3 separate regions of the Sus scrofa genome follow, and all the other regions are linked to region 3. A link is a contact called in public HiChIP or PLAC-seq data. All regions are on one chromosome and are shown on one strand. Each heading gives the region's core, a stretch centred on a gene start, on an enhancer-like site or on the middle of the called end of the contact. The rest is flanking DNA. Distances are from core to core; before and after follow the strand shown.

Evidence for each region. HiChIP or PLAC-seq counts read pairs in DNA pulled down with a chosen protein or histone mark.
Region 1: a contact with region 3 is called in an H3K27ac HiChIP or PLAC-seq map of skeletal muscle. The contact joins the promoter of BCL2 here to the enhancer-like site in region 3. A contact is called at or near these places in 1 of 5 promoter capture datasets (liver), 14 of 47 Hi-C or Micro-C datasets (alveolar macrophages, embryonic fibroblasts, fetal liver and 8 more) and 2 of 2 datasets of contacts at active chromatin or transcription factors (alveolar macrophages and skeletal muscle).
Region 2: a contact with region 3 is called in an H3K27ac HiChIP or PLAC-seq map of skeletal muscle, with 2.5 times the contacts expected there. The contact joins two enhancer-like sites. A contact is called at or near these places in 5 of 47 Hi-C or Micro-C datasets (heart right ventricle, liver and skeletal muscle) and 1 of 2 datasets of contacts at active chromatin or transcription factors (skeletal muscle).

The regions. Positions count from the first base shown.
Region 1 is chr1:158,334,612-158,338,818 of Sscrofa11.1, forward strand. It overlaps BCL2 (apoptosis regulator Bcl-2), which reads left to right and starts at 2,792. Exons shown (of 2, transcript XM_021099593.1): 1 at 2,792-4,207. The coding sequence starts at 4,134.
Region 2 is chr1:158,508,949-158,513,655 of Sscrofa11.1, forward strand. The region is part of intron 1 of BCL2 (apoptosis regulator Bcl-2); the gene reads left to right. Among named protein-coding and RNA genes, the nearest start is that of BCL2, 170 kb to the left of the region's middle. Within about 2 kb of position 2,818, at least 12 of the 83 cell types and tissues checked have an H3K27ac peak or open chromatin away from gene starts, as enhancers often do. A contact at or near this core is called in skeletal muscle, where this site is marked.
Region 3 is chr1:158,413,881-158,418,075 of Sscrofa11.1, forward strand. The region is part of intron 1 of BCL2 (apoptosis regulator Bcl-2); the gene reads left to right. Among named protein-coding and RNA genes, the nearest start is that of BCL2, 79 kb to the left of the region's middle. Within about 2 kb of position 1,966, at least 54 of the 83 cell types and tissues checked have an H3K27ac peak or open chromatin away from gene starts, as enhancers often do. A contact at or near this core is called in alveolar macrophages, embryonic fibroblasts, fetal liver and 6 more, where this site is marked.

The DNA of each region.
Region 1 (4,207 bases), core at 1,542-4,041, 78 kb before region 3:
CTTCAGTATGCCTAAATGGTTTGGGTTCATGTTTTATATTTTTAACTCTTTCATCTTATTAGCTGTCAATTCCCTTTTCAACAGTGTCTTTCTATCCTCGTTTTAAATAAAAATTTTAATAGTTGGGAAGATTTGATATATACCTGTATGAAATATTAGTATGTTTAGATTAGAATAATGTCCTTTTTGAATTTCATAAACTTTAGGAACATTTACATTGGTGATGGATGAAGAGAACTTTCTGAAGGATGCTGTTAAATATCAACCAGTAGGTGGCGAAAACTGGCAATAAAAAGCTTTTGTTTGGCAGATTTGAGAATAAAGAAGGGAAAACACAGGCCTTTTAGACTCTTGACACAATCTCCATTCCCTCCGTTTTGTTCTTTTCTCCTCCTGGTGCTACCCTACTGCTAGAACCCAGCCAGGTGAAGCTAGGAAAAGGACCATCCATTGGCTTTTAAAGGTGGGACATATCTTGAGAAGTGAAAAGCCCACAGTGCCTACATTTGGAACATCATTGGAAGGTCTCTAAATTCACACTTAGGACTCCTGACTCAGACCAGTGCTCCCTCCACTAGCTGAACAATACCCAGAAACAACCAGTTAATTCCACTCTTCCAGGGAGTACTTGTCTTACCCTTTAGGTGGAATCTAATAAACATGAATGGAGGAAGGGTTTCATTCTTTTGATTGAAAGTATCCAGAACATTCCTCGGGAACGTACAGTACTGCTTTGGTCAAGAACTAATGCAGACCTGTCCTAAGAGTGTTTGATTATGGTCAAGATGCTACATAAATGTGGAAGAATCTGTAAAGTGAGGTTCTAAAGTAAAAGAAAAAAAAGGAAGCTTTTCTTTCTCTGGGAATAGGGTATCTGTTTCCTTCCGGTTGCCCGCTCTGTAGAAGTACAATCTCTTTTCCAGCTCTGGCCTTTCATTTCCTTACTCACATGCTGGGTCTCAGAAGCACTAAGGCTTTCAGTTCCCCTTAAGTAATCTTGAGGGTTTGACAAGGTTCTCAAACAAGGTTCTCTCATGATTCCTAAACCGTGATGTGTGGCATTAGCACAGGTTTCTGCTCTTTATGTGAACAGAGAGCCCAGATCAATCGATACCCAGTGTCTCTCTCCAGGACAGCATACCTCCACGCCGCTGCCATGGATAAAAGGCGACACTGTCACAGTTGGGAGGCAGGAAGTACCATCTTCATTCATTCTCTCTTGCCAGGATAAGACATTTGTACCAGACATCCATTCCTATATGCAAGAGGCTTGGCATTGTTAGCTGATTGGCTTTGATGGGTGAAGAAAGGAAAATAATTTGCTGTGCTTATTTTGCCAAAGAATGAATGCTTTGATTTTAGATTAGGAATGAGACAAAATAAAGGTAGTGTGAGAACATATTTGTACTTGTGGCAGTACTCACGTGTCATGTTTCTATGATCACAACAATCCAGTATCCCTATATGTTTGTTCTTGAGTTCTATTAGGTAAGCTACCCTGCTATTTGTAAATTTTTCTTGGTGCTTTATTTGTCAAAGACTCTTAGAGATAAAAATAAACACATGCCACTTGTTTGCTCTTTGTGCCTTTCTCCTGGGGGCTGTTCATGCTTGTGAATAAAAAAAAATGTGTATATAGTGCGTGTGCGAGTCTGTGTTTGTGTATAAATAACTCGAGAAGGTGCAGCTATCTAGATTGGCTGCTAGGTGGCCGTGGACCCACTTACCCTGGTTTGGGGGCTTGGGGCCTTAAGGTAGCCCTGTAGCCTCCCACGGTAGCGTGGCGGGCAGCCCCTAACCCAGTGCCCAGACTGTTAGTAGAGGAAAAACATTGACTTAACCACTTGAAAGCCCTTGGTATATACCCCACTAATCCCTCTGCCGGGCCACTGAGAGCTATGTCTGGCTTTGGTCATGGATGGTGTCACCGAAGTGTATTCTCTGCGTGGACACCTAGGAAGCAACTTGAAAGTAAACACACGCTTGGGGCTTCCCTCGCTGATGAATGTGCAGCAGCGTCGCCTCCGTTCGGAGGGCAGCGCTGAGGTCTCTTTGCTTCGGTCAGCATCTGCCAAGCGCTGGTGTGTACACACACAGGGGCTGCTGTGTGTACACACACACAAGGGCTTGTGTGTACACACACACACACACACACACACACACACACACACGGGAGCGCGCGCGCGGTTAGGGCCGAAGTGATTACTGGCGCTTGTTTTCTTGGCGCCCACCCCCGTCCCCTAGCAGCCACCCATCCGGCCGCGTGCGGTTCCCCCGGCGGCCCTGGCCGCTCGCCGGGCCCTCCGAAGGCCCGAAGAGGCCCCGCGCACACCCACCGCGCCGCGGCCGCGCGGGAGGCCTGCGCCGCCCGCGCCACCCACCGGCTGGGCCCAGCGGGCAGGCTGAGCGAGCGGGCGGGCGGGGGCTGTCCCGGGCTCGCCCTCCCCGGCCGCGGCCCTGCGCGCCATGTGTCCCCGCGGGGCGCGCCGCTCCAGAGCCGGCCGCGGCTCCTTTAACCCAGGGAAGGGGAGCGGGGCGGAGGGGGCGGAGGGGGCGGTGGGGCGGCTCCGAGGAGGGCTCTTTCTTTCTTCTTTTTTTGAATGAACAGTGTGACGTACATACAGGAAACCAGTCGGTTAGAGGAGAATGAAGTAAGAGGCCAGCCCCCCCGGCCCCGCGCCCGCCCCCTTCCTCCCTGCGCTGGCCCCCGCCCGCCGGGCTCCCGCCCGCCAAGCTCGGTTTCCCCGCCGAGCCGCCGCCGCTGCCGCCGCCGCCGCCGCCGCCGCCGCTGCCAGCGAAGGTGCCGGGAGCCGAGCCCTCCCCGCCGGCGCGGCCGTCATCGCCCTGAGCGGGAGCGCGGGGGAGGCGGGCGCAGCCAGCTCTGCCGCGCAGGAGCAGGAGGAGGAGAAAGGGTGCGCAGCCCGGAGGCGGGGTGCGCCGGTGGGGTGCAGCGGAAGAGGGGGTCCAGGGGGGAGAACTTCGTAGCAGTCATCCTTTTTAGGAAAAGAGGGAAAAAATAAAACCCTCCCCCACCACCTCCTTCTCCCCACCCCTCGCCGCACCACACACAGCGCGGGCTTCTCGCGCTCGGCACCGGCGGGCCGGGTGCGTCCAGCCTTCATTTATCAAGCAGCTTTTCGGAAAATGCATTTGCCGTTCGGAGTTTAATCAGAAGAGGATTCCTGTCCCCGTCCCCGGCTCGTCCACCGGCCCCCGGTCCCTGTCTCTCTCCCGTGGAGGCGTGAAGCGGCCCCGCGGATAGAAATCCATGTCCGTGCCCGCGCGTGTGTGTGCGTGTGTAAATTGCCGAGAGGGGAAAAATCACAGGACTTCTGCAAATCCCGGACTGAAAATTGTAATTCATCTGCCGCCGCCGCTGCCTTTCTTTTCTCGTGCTCTTGAGATCTCTGGTTGGGATTCCTACGGATTGACATTTCTGTAAAGGAGAAGTCTGGGAATCAAACTGGAAATTCTCCTAATTTTTACACCTCCTCCCCCAGCTCCTGATTCATTTGGAAGTTTCAAAGCAGCTATAACTGGAGAGTTCTGAAGATTGATGGAATCTTTGCCTTATGCATTTGTTTTGTTTTCACAAAAAGGAAACTTGACAGAGGATCATGCTGTCCTTAAAAAATACAAGTAAGTTCTTTGCACAGAAAATTGGCTTAATGTAACTTTCAATGGAAACATTTGAGATTTTAACTTTTAAGTGCATTCGAGTAAGTTTAATTTCCAGGCAGTTTAATACATTCTTTTCAGCTGTGTAACTTGTAGTGTGTTAAGCCCTGCTTTCACCCAGTGTATAAAGGGAAATGCACCTGATTTTGACTGATTAGTTTTTTTAACCTTTCAGCATCACGGGGGAAGTAGACTGATATTAACAATAATTAATAATGTGCCTCATGAACTAAAGATCCGAAAGGAATTTAAATAAAAATTTCCTGCATCTCATGCCAAGAGGGAAACACCAGAATCAAGTGTTCCGCGTGACTGAAGACACCCCCTCAACCAAGAATGCAAAGCACATCCAATAAAATAGCTGGATTATAACTATTCTCTCTTTCGGGGCCGTGGGGTGGGAAGCGGGGGCGAGAGGTGCTGTTGGTACCCGGCTGCTTTTCCTCTGGGAAAGGATGGCGCACGCTGGGAGAACAGGGTATGATAACCGGGAAATAGTGATGAAGTACATCCACTATAAGCTGTCGCA
Region 2 (4,707 bases), core at 1,568-4,067, 96 kb after region 3:
CATCAAGTACTTATCAGGGCAAACAGACAAGGTGCCCATGAAGGGACAGAGAAAAAAATTCTCCAGGAGGGGAGCTCCCATTGTGGCTCAGCAGGTTAAGAACCCAACTAGTAACCATGAGGATGCAGGTTCAATCTCTGGCCTTGCTCAGTGGGTTAAGGACCCAGTGTTGCTGTGGCTGTGGTGTAGGTCAGCAGATGCAGCTCCAATTCAATCCCTAGACTGGAAATTTCCATACGCCAAGGGTAAGGCCTTAAAAAAAAAATACACACACACACACACCCCTCCAGGAGGTAAACACTTACCTTGATCTCAGTGTCCAGCACATCAAAGCACCAATCACATATGATCTGCAGAGCCTCCAGGGGATTTAGCCACATGGACGGTATTGGTGGTCTCTAGGGGTTGGTTTCAGAAGCACAGTGGAGGAAGCAGCCAGGCCGAGTGGATTAAAGTGTGGGTGGAAAGGCCACCGATGTAGGTGGGTGATCAGTTTATCTTGGAGGGCAAGGCAGAGGAGATAACTTTCAGGATGGAACCCGGCATCGGTGTGGACATTCTGAGCAAATCTGAACATTCATAGGCCAAGGAAAAAGACAGAAGGAGGATGAGGTTGACAATATAGTTGTGAGCAGGGATAATTGATGGAGGATGAGTGGAACAAGTGTGCGGTGGAAAGGAGCGGGGAGGACAGACAGAGATGTGAGTTGATGGGGGCACCCAGGTAGGAAGCTGCAGTAATTCCCGCCCAACAGCCCGATTTGCTCAAAGAAAGAGGTGACTGCTAAACAGTGCAGGTAACACATGAGAAAAGAGTTGCTGTTTGGAATCGTCATGGAAAGAAACAGAGGCGAGATCCCGGGCAAGGGAGTGCTGAGTGCCGAGTGCTTTCTAGAACTCTCTGAGTGTGGAGCCCATAAATTGAGAGACGGCCCAGTCAACATGGTTGGGCAATCTTTGTCAGCAACACCTGGAGGCCAGAGGTGGCGGGGGGTGGGGGGAGAAATGGATCAAGGTCAGGGCACAGAGGAAGATTGGGATGGGAGGAAGCCAGTTGCAGGCAAGGAGGAGGAGGGGCCTAGGGAGATAAAACCAAGTACTGGCTGGTATTCTAACCCCACCAGCCCGAGAGGCTGGAGACGACAGCCCAGCCCCATCCCTCTCCAGCTCCTCTAGGCTTATTAGTGTGTGCCGTGAGTAATTTACCTGTCTACATTTCATTTCTCCCATCTATGTAAAAAGGCAATACTTTATTTTTTTGCTTTTTTATGGCCTCGGGTGTAGCATATGGAAGTTTCCAGGCTAGGGGTCAAATTGGAGCTACAGCAATGCCAGAACCGAGCTGCATCTGAGACCTACGCCGTGGCTTGTGGGGACACCAGATCCTTAACCCACTGAGCAAGGCCAGGGATCGAATCCGCTTCCTCATGGATATAGTCAGGATTCATTTACACTAAGCAATAGCGGGAACTCCTGAAAAGAGGGTGCTATCTTTACTATATGGTGCAGGCAATCTGAACTTCCGTGGAAGTAACATCCAGCTCAGTTTTGCGTTACTATGGTTTGCCTTTTTTGTTTTTATAAGGTTGTCACGAGGGAGGTGATCCCCATGGATCACTGATCTCTGTGTGCACCCCCGAGGCGGGACAGAGCCCTCACCAGTCCTGACACGAGCAGGGGCTGCTGTGCCTCCCAAATATATAGATTGGGATTTGGTCCGAGTCACGTGATGATGTCCCAGGTTTTCTTTTTCCCCCTTTGTTGCTTTTAATACATAAAATGAGCATGTGTTTATTTAAAACAGCTTTCAAACTTAAACAAATAATGACAGACTGTTCAAACAGACTTCGGAAATCACCCTAATCAGGATGTTTGGAAAAGCGAGAAGACTCTCCATGAAAGTAGCTTTTAGGATCTTCATGCCTGAAACCACAGGGTCTGTTTTACACTTTAGAATCATAGATGGCAAACTGTAAAGGACAGATTCGATCTCAGGGCACACCTCGGCCCTACAACGTGACTTAATAATTTATGAGGAAGTAGAGTTGAGCGTGTGTTATTGCTTCCAATCTTCCATCAAAGCACATCATGTATACATTTTAATTCACAATTTCTATAGAAATCACCAAGGGAAGGAAGGCGGGGGGTGGGGGTGGGGGGGAGGAAGAGAACACGGAAGGAAGGAAGGAAGAGACACCTTAGAGGGAGCTACTAAAGTGCTTCTGGAACTAGCAGGTTCTGTAGACCATCTGGAGGGAAGGGTGGTTTAAGGAGGGATGTAGCAGGTTTGCAAGAGGACAGAACAGAGAGTGAGTTAATGCCTCCAATAGTTCACACTCCGGGCCACATTTACAAATGGCTTTGAGTCACCTACGTTTATCTTCACAACAACCAATTTTCTGGGTGAAATAAATGAGGCTCAAGGAGGGGTAATTTGTTCAAGGTCATAAGCAATAAAATGTCAAAGCTGGGATTTCACACAGACCACCTCCCCCCAAGTTCAGAACTAGTCCCCAGACTCTTGGGGGCTGTGTCAGCGTCTCTGTGCTCATTCTTTGGATTAAGAGATGCCACTTTAGCTCATCCCACTTTAGAGGTGAGTTTTTCCTTCCAGTGCACATCAGAAGTGGGCCATTAGGTCCATTAGAAACACAGTTATTTACATGAGGGGCCAGAGCTTGGGAGAGGGAATTAGTCCAGCCCAGAGAGGGGGAGGTATTTGGAGGGGTGTTTCTTCCCACTGGTACGTGCATCAGGCAGAGCAGCCTGAGATTGCCCTTTCTTCCTGCACTTTTCCAGGGTGGCTCTTAGGCCAGAAAGGGCAGAAGGCCAAGGCCTTAGTCTGTTTCCTATTCTGCCTCAGAAAACTCCATTAATAACCAAGGGGATACAGGATCCAACCACTGACCCTCTCAATGTCAAGCCAAACTGCATAAGGCCCAGGGCCAGCACTCCTAGGAATTTGGGCCTCCTTTGGCTGGGCTATTAGGGGTTCCAGCCCGCCCATCCCTCAGAGAGAACAGCATGGAGGGGAAGGGATGTTAGATGATTGCTGTATGTCCGTGTGATCCTGGGATGCACTTTGTAAGAGGCAGTTTCTCTAAGTAGATCCTGATCCTTTCTGCCCCATTTATTCCACTTTTACAGAGAGAAGGTAGGTGTCTTGACAAACAATCATGATTATTAGTTCTGCTTTAAGGGCATTAAGCCCATACTTCATTTATGTCTATTGCCTTGCTTTGCACTAAGGCTCAAACTTGGAAAATTTAAGCAGGTTAAGAAAGAAAGCCCTTGCGCCCTCTCCTGGTAAAGTTAACCCAGTACATCTGAAGGTAGAGCTCCTGCACTTGTTGGGGAGGGAGCAGTTACTTGTCCAGGCTAACTTATCTTGTGCTGATTTAAGGAAAACTGTTGGCACACTAGATTGACCATTGGGTCTTCTATGGGCTGTGATCACAGAGTTTCTTCTAAACCTTTGTTCACAGGGTTTCTCAGCCTCAGCACTATTGACATGTTGGGCTAGATAATTCTTTGTGGTGAGGGCAGTCCTGTGCATTGTCGGTCACTGGACAGCATCCCTGGCCTCGACCCATTAGATGCCAGTAACATCCTTACTCCAGTCTGTGACTACCAACAATGTTTGCAGGGATTGTCAAAGGTCCCCTGCGGGGGTGGGGTGCAAGACCATCTCCAGTGAGAACTGTTGACCCAAACCCTTGCCTGTCTTTTCAAAAAGGTGCCATGGTCACAGGGAGAAAGCAAGGATGGCTCAGCACAAACCGTTTGTGACTATGGGAAGCAATTTTGATGACTGGTCTTCTGAGTTCACCTCTGGAAATTTGTCTCAAAAAAAAAAATCCAAACAAGTAGACAATAATTTACATACAAACATGTATCATAATGTTGTTTATGATGGATGGCAAAAATTTTAAACAATCCAAATAAAGAATTGGTTGAATAAAGAACAACCCAGATATATGATATATCGATGGAATATTATGCAGTCAGGAAAAATAATTGTGTACATATATATTTAACAATGTGGAAAGTTCCCTTAATGATACCTTAAACTCTTACCTTTGAGACTACTGCAAGATTCTCAGAAGTTGTGGTATGTAGAAGGGATGATTTCAAGCAGGCAGAGTAAGCATCTGGGTGAAGTATTAGGCCCAACACAAAATTCAAACCAATGATTGGCTTCAGAAAACTTTACTTGTTAATTGAGTAAACATTTATTAAGCACCTACATACCAAGACCATGCATACCACTAGGAAGCAAAGATGACACCTTGTCCCTCTACTGCAGTACTTGCCCCAAACAGACAAAACACGGTGAACACCATCAGGCCATCCTCCACACAGTGATGCGGGAAGGCTCTGTATTTACTGTCTCCCATACTGAAATCTGTACTCTAATTCCAGGTTTTGGGGGTAACTGGGACTACATCTCATTTTCTTCTTCATGCCTGATTATTCACACCAAGTTAAAAATATTGCCTTTACTGTTTTATAGATTCAGAAATATTTAGAGCATTGTCCAATGACATGGGTCCAGACATGGAACCTACCCCAGCAACTCTGAGAAATGGGCATTCAATGATCTCAGCTTTTTTTTTTTTTTTTCCTCAGAACAAAGAAAATGACTCCATAAGATGGCTATGAGAATAAATAAAATAATGCGTGTCAGATATTCTGAGGGCATATAGC
Region 3 (4,195 bases), core at 716-3,215:
TATCTGTTCAAGTGCAGCTAATTTATGTTAGAACACAGCCCTGCGAGGTTTCCCCCACTAAAAGCATACTCTTTCAACTGATAAAGTGAGTGTGTTTGTTGAGAAAGCTACTGAAAGCAAATGATACTGAATTCCAACTAGTACACTTTATCCTAGGAAGCATCAAACTGAAATATTTCCCATTTCCTCCCTGAGTAGGAGGGCCCCTGAAGTTGCCCCCCAACACCCAGACCCTAGCAGCATCCCCCTGGGGCTCCAGCCCCAGGTTGCCAAGATGCCCCAACTAGCCCTCAGTGTCTCCTAAAGTTTCCTCAGTGCTCTGCCTTCACGGGAGCTGGGTGCCACTTCACAGGGGTAGGCCTCAGGTAAAGACTAGAAGAGGGACATGTGTTCTGGAAGCTCATCTTGCGCCCCACCCCCACCCCAAGCCCAAAGAGGAAAAATCCATCCCTTGCGTGTGAAGAGCAAGCTTTAGGGCATTTGCTGACAAACAGATAAAGTCGCTGCCTACACTGCTGGGTGCCGTTTTCCGTCACAACTGGCCAAGTAAACACCGACTCTGCTGTCTCCTTCAGGCCCCACCGTATATTTATGAATGGGATCGTTTCCTCATTTTCTTTTCCTGTCAGTAGCAGGGAAGTCAGAAGGCATTACCTCCAAAATGGGGAAAGAACACTGCAAGTCCACACATTTGCAGCCATCTGTGGCAGAGCCCCGATGTCATGGGCCCCGTCCCTTCGGGGTTTGTCCTGAGTTTCTGATTTATACCTTTTTACCCTCTGGAGGGCCTAGAAATGCTGAAGTGAGATGAAATGACTGATTAGCCTCAAGTTCTGTTTTCACTGGAGTCTTTCTGGACGGCCTCTGATTCCTTCCCCTTTCAAGCCCTCGGTGGCATGAATCCACTGGGTTTCTGCCCACATCACTGCATTCCTAGGATGCCTTTCACAGGCCTTTGCAAGATCATCTGACAGCCGCCTGTGAGGTCAATGAACTTTATACATAATTAAACCTTCGCAGTGAGGAGAATTAATTTTTTTCCCCTCCCTGAGAAGCAGAGAAACAGGACATGTTATGCTGCCCTCCATTACTGAGGAAAAGTTCTGTGGAGTCATCAGGCTCGTTTCACATGATTTAATGCTGAACCGAATAAGAAAGTGGTTGCATCCTCTACTGGGCCTCACAGAACAGTCACCACCCACACTGTTTATTCAGACTTGAATCTTGGCCATTTGGGGTTTAAGCCAGAAGAAAGGGGGGGGGGGGAATCCAACCCTGGAATGAACGCTTTTGAAACTCTGTATTCTTGATGAAATGCGGCCAAGGATTCTTTAAAAAATCTATTTAAAATCAATTACTGGGATCGTATTTTCATTTACAATGGATTGTTAGCAACAGCATATTTTCTCTGTTTCCATCCAGCTTTGGAGTCAGGGCTGGAACTGGAATCCTCCCTCTGTTTGCCTGGGTATCTGATGCCACCACCCAACTATGTGGGTAATTGGGCAACTCTGACCTTTGACCAGCTTTCCATAAAATAACAAGGAAAGGTGTGAGGAGGCAAGGAATCAAATGAAAACAAGCCTAAGGGATTGCAGAAAGAGTGCTCCCCTGCCCCGGGGGGAGGGGAGGGACAGGAAAATAAGAGGCATCTCTCATATTAGAGGAAAGAGAAAGTAAAGGGCAGGACTGGGTATGCCTGGGAAGAGAGGCCCCAGGACCATCTGCCAGGGTTGCAAAAAAAAAAAAAAGGAAAAGAAAGAAAAAAGAAAATCTCAGATATGTCAGATTGTCTCGGGTTTTTAAAGCTCTCTAGAGGAGATTCTGGAACGTCCGGCCGCTACCCACCCTACTCTTGGCGGTTCCTACAGCCAGGGCATTCTTATTTCCAGCCTAAACTGTGCACGTGGAGCTGCTTCAGGGGCTAAGTTATTGATGGGGACCGCCCCACCTCCCCAGGCACGTGTTACTCCGAAGCTGGGAGGGAGCCTGTGAGTTGCTGATTGGTTGAAGCTACTGTCACTTTGCCCTCCATACCCAGCAGCCCCCAGGGCGACTGGTGGAATTGGTGCTGGGCACAGGATGGAGACTTTAAGAGTCTGGCACTGTTACCTGGCATTTTGTGTACGTCATCAGGAGGAAAGGACATCGCTGTGACATGTCCACATATCCAGGAATGAGCTTCACAACCATGTGCAACTATTAAGTATGAACCTCCGCTTTTGGATTTTAAGCGATCCAAGTTTTTAAGGAACAACTCTTGAAAACCAGAAGGGAGATAGACTCTTGAATTTCACTGACCTCGAGATGGTAGGTAGTTCTGCTCCTCAGTTTTCTAAATAAGAGCTCAGACTCTACGGGTAGCTGCTGTGTCTCCAGTTCTATCCCTGGACCAGGAACTCGCGCATTATGTGGGCAGGGCCAAAAAAAATTAGAGCTGAAAGCCAGAGAGCTTAAGGGACCAATCCTGGACTAGACATCAGGTCTCATGCCCCCTCCCTGCCCCCAGTGTCCTGCCCTTCAGAGGATGGTGGTCTGGAGGCGAAGTGATGCTGGGACTGAGGTCACTTTCTCACTTCCTCTGGCCCCTTCCGCCTCCCCGGCAGATGCGCAGGGAATGGTCAGCGCCTCTGTGAGGGAGTTACAGATTCATTGAAAAGCTGTCAGATACCCCCGGGCGGCCTGGCTCCTTCCCTTTTTTTTTTTTTTTTTTTTTTTTTTAAATAAATCAAGTTATGTCATTGCCCTACCTCAGGCTGCACTTTGTTCCAGAAGGGAAGTGGTCGTCTTCCCTTTCATCCGCCCACCCCCATCTGCACCGAGTTGCAGTTCCCTGTGCATATAAATTACTGAATGAGTGGAGTGAGCAGTGCAATTTGATGGTGAGGGTCTCGAGCCCTCAAAGACTAAGCCCGGTGTCCACTCCTCACTCACCTTCCCTGTCTGTCTAGTGATAATAATACTTGTGCTAACTGCCTGAAGGGCCCCTAGGAATAAATGATAATATCTATAGATATCTTTAAAATATGCAAAACTCAGGGTTCTGATATTGTGAAATATTTCAAGCAAACAGGAAATGTAGAGAATAAGATAGCAAATGCCTTTGTATCTACCATCGCTGTCATATCTTTATGCACTATTGGCTTCAGATCTTCTTACCTCACTTTAAAATGAGAGAGAAAGAGAGAAAGAGCGTGCACTTCCTCAGTCCCATTCCTCTTTTCTGTTCTCTGAGCTTCACAGCTTCCATTTAAATTTGGTCTCTATTATTACTAAGCATGATTGCATGTTTTACACATGTGTTTTTCCATAGACAGTATGTATATTTTTCACTGTTTTCAGTCTTTCTCTATACAATATCATTGGCTTTGGTGAGATTCATCTCTTGTAAAACATGGACCTCTGCTTCATCCATCCCCCATTCTGTGTGGTAGTCTATCAAAGGAAGGTCGTTACAGTTGTTTCTAAATTTTAAAATGTCCATTTGAAGAATATGATAGAGGTTTCTAACTTCGTGATATTACAGATGGTGCTACAACACATGCATGTTCTTTGCCTACATGTGGGAGAGTTGAGTTTTTCTTAGAGATAGAGATAGGTAGGTAGAGAGACAGACAGACATCTACATATGCAACATGCCCAGGAGCTAAGTGATAAAGTTAGAACATCTTCAACTTCCCTGGATGTCGCCAAATTGCTCTCCAAAGTGATGGCATCAATTCACCACCATTGTGGTTTGAGAATTCCTACTGCCCCATATTCTCTCCAGTATGTGTCATTGTCTTATTTAAATTTTTCTTTTGCCCATCTGATGGCTGTGTAGGGTTTAGATGTGATTTCCTGATTTCTAGTGAGGTTGAGCATCTTTTCATCTGCTTACTGAAGTCAGCTTTCTCCCTTAATGAATTCTTTCTTTTTATCCTTTGCCTGTTTTTCTTTTGGGGTGTTTGTTTCCTTAATGATTTATTGGAGTATATGAAATGTTCTTGATACCAATCACTGGACTCTTATGTGCTTGGCATATATCTTCTGTTGGTTTTGTAATTTTATTTTATTGATGGTATGCTAAGAGTTTTTCATTTTGTTTTAGTCTTATAACAAGTTTGTGGGGTAAATACTATTTCTATTCCTATTTTATCAGTTAAGATAGTGCCTCTAAGAGAGTTTAAGTAAATAGACTGAAATCTCACAACTG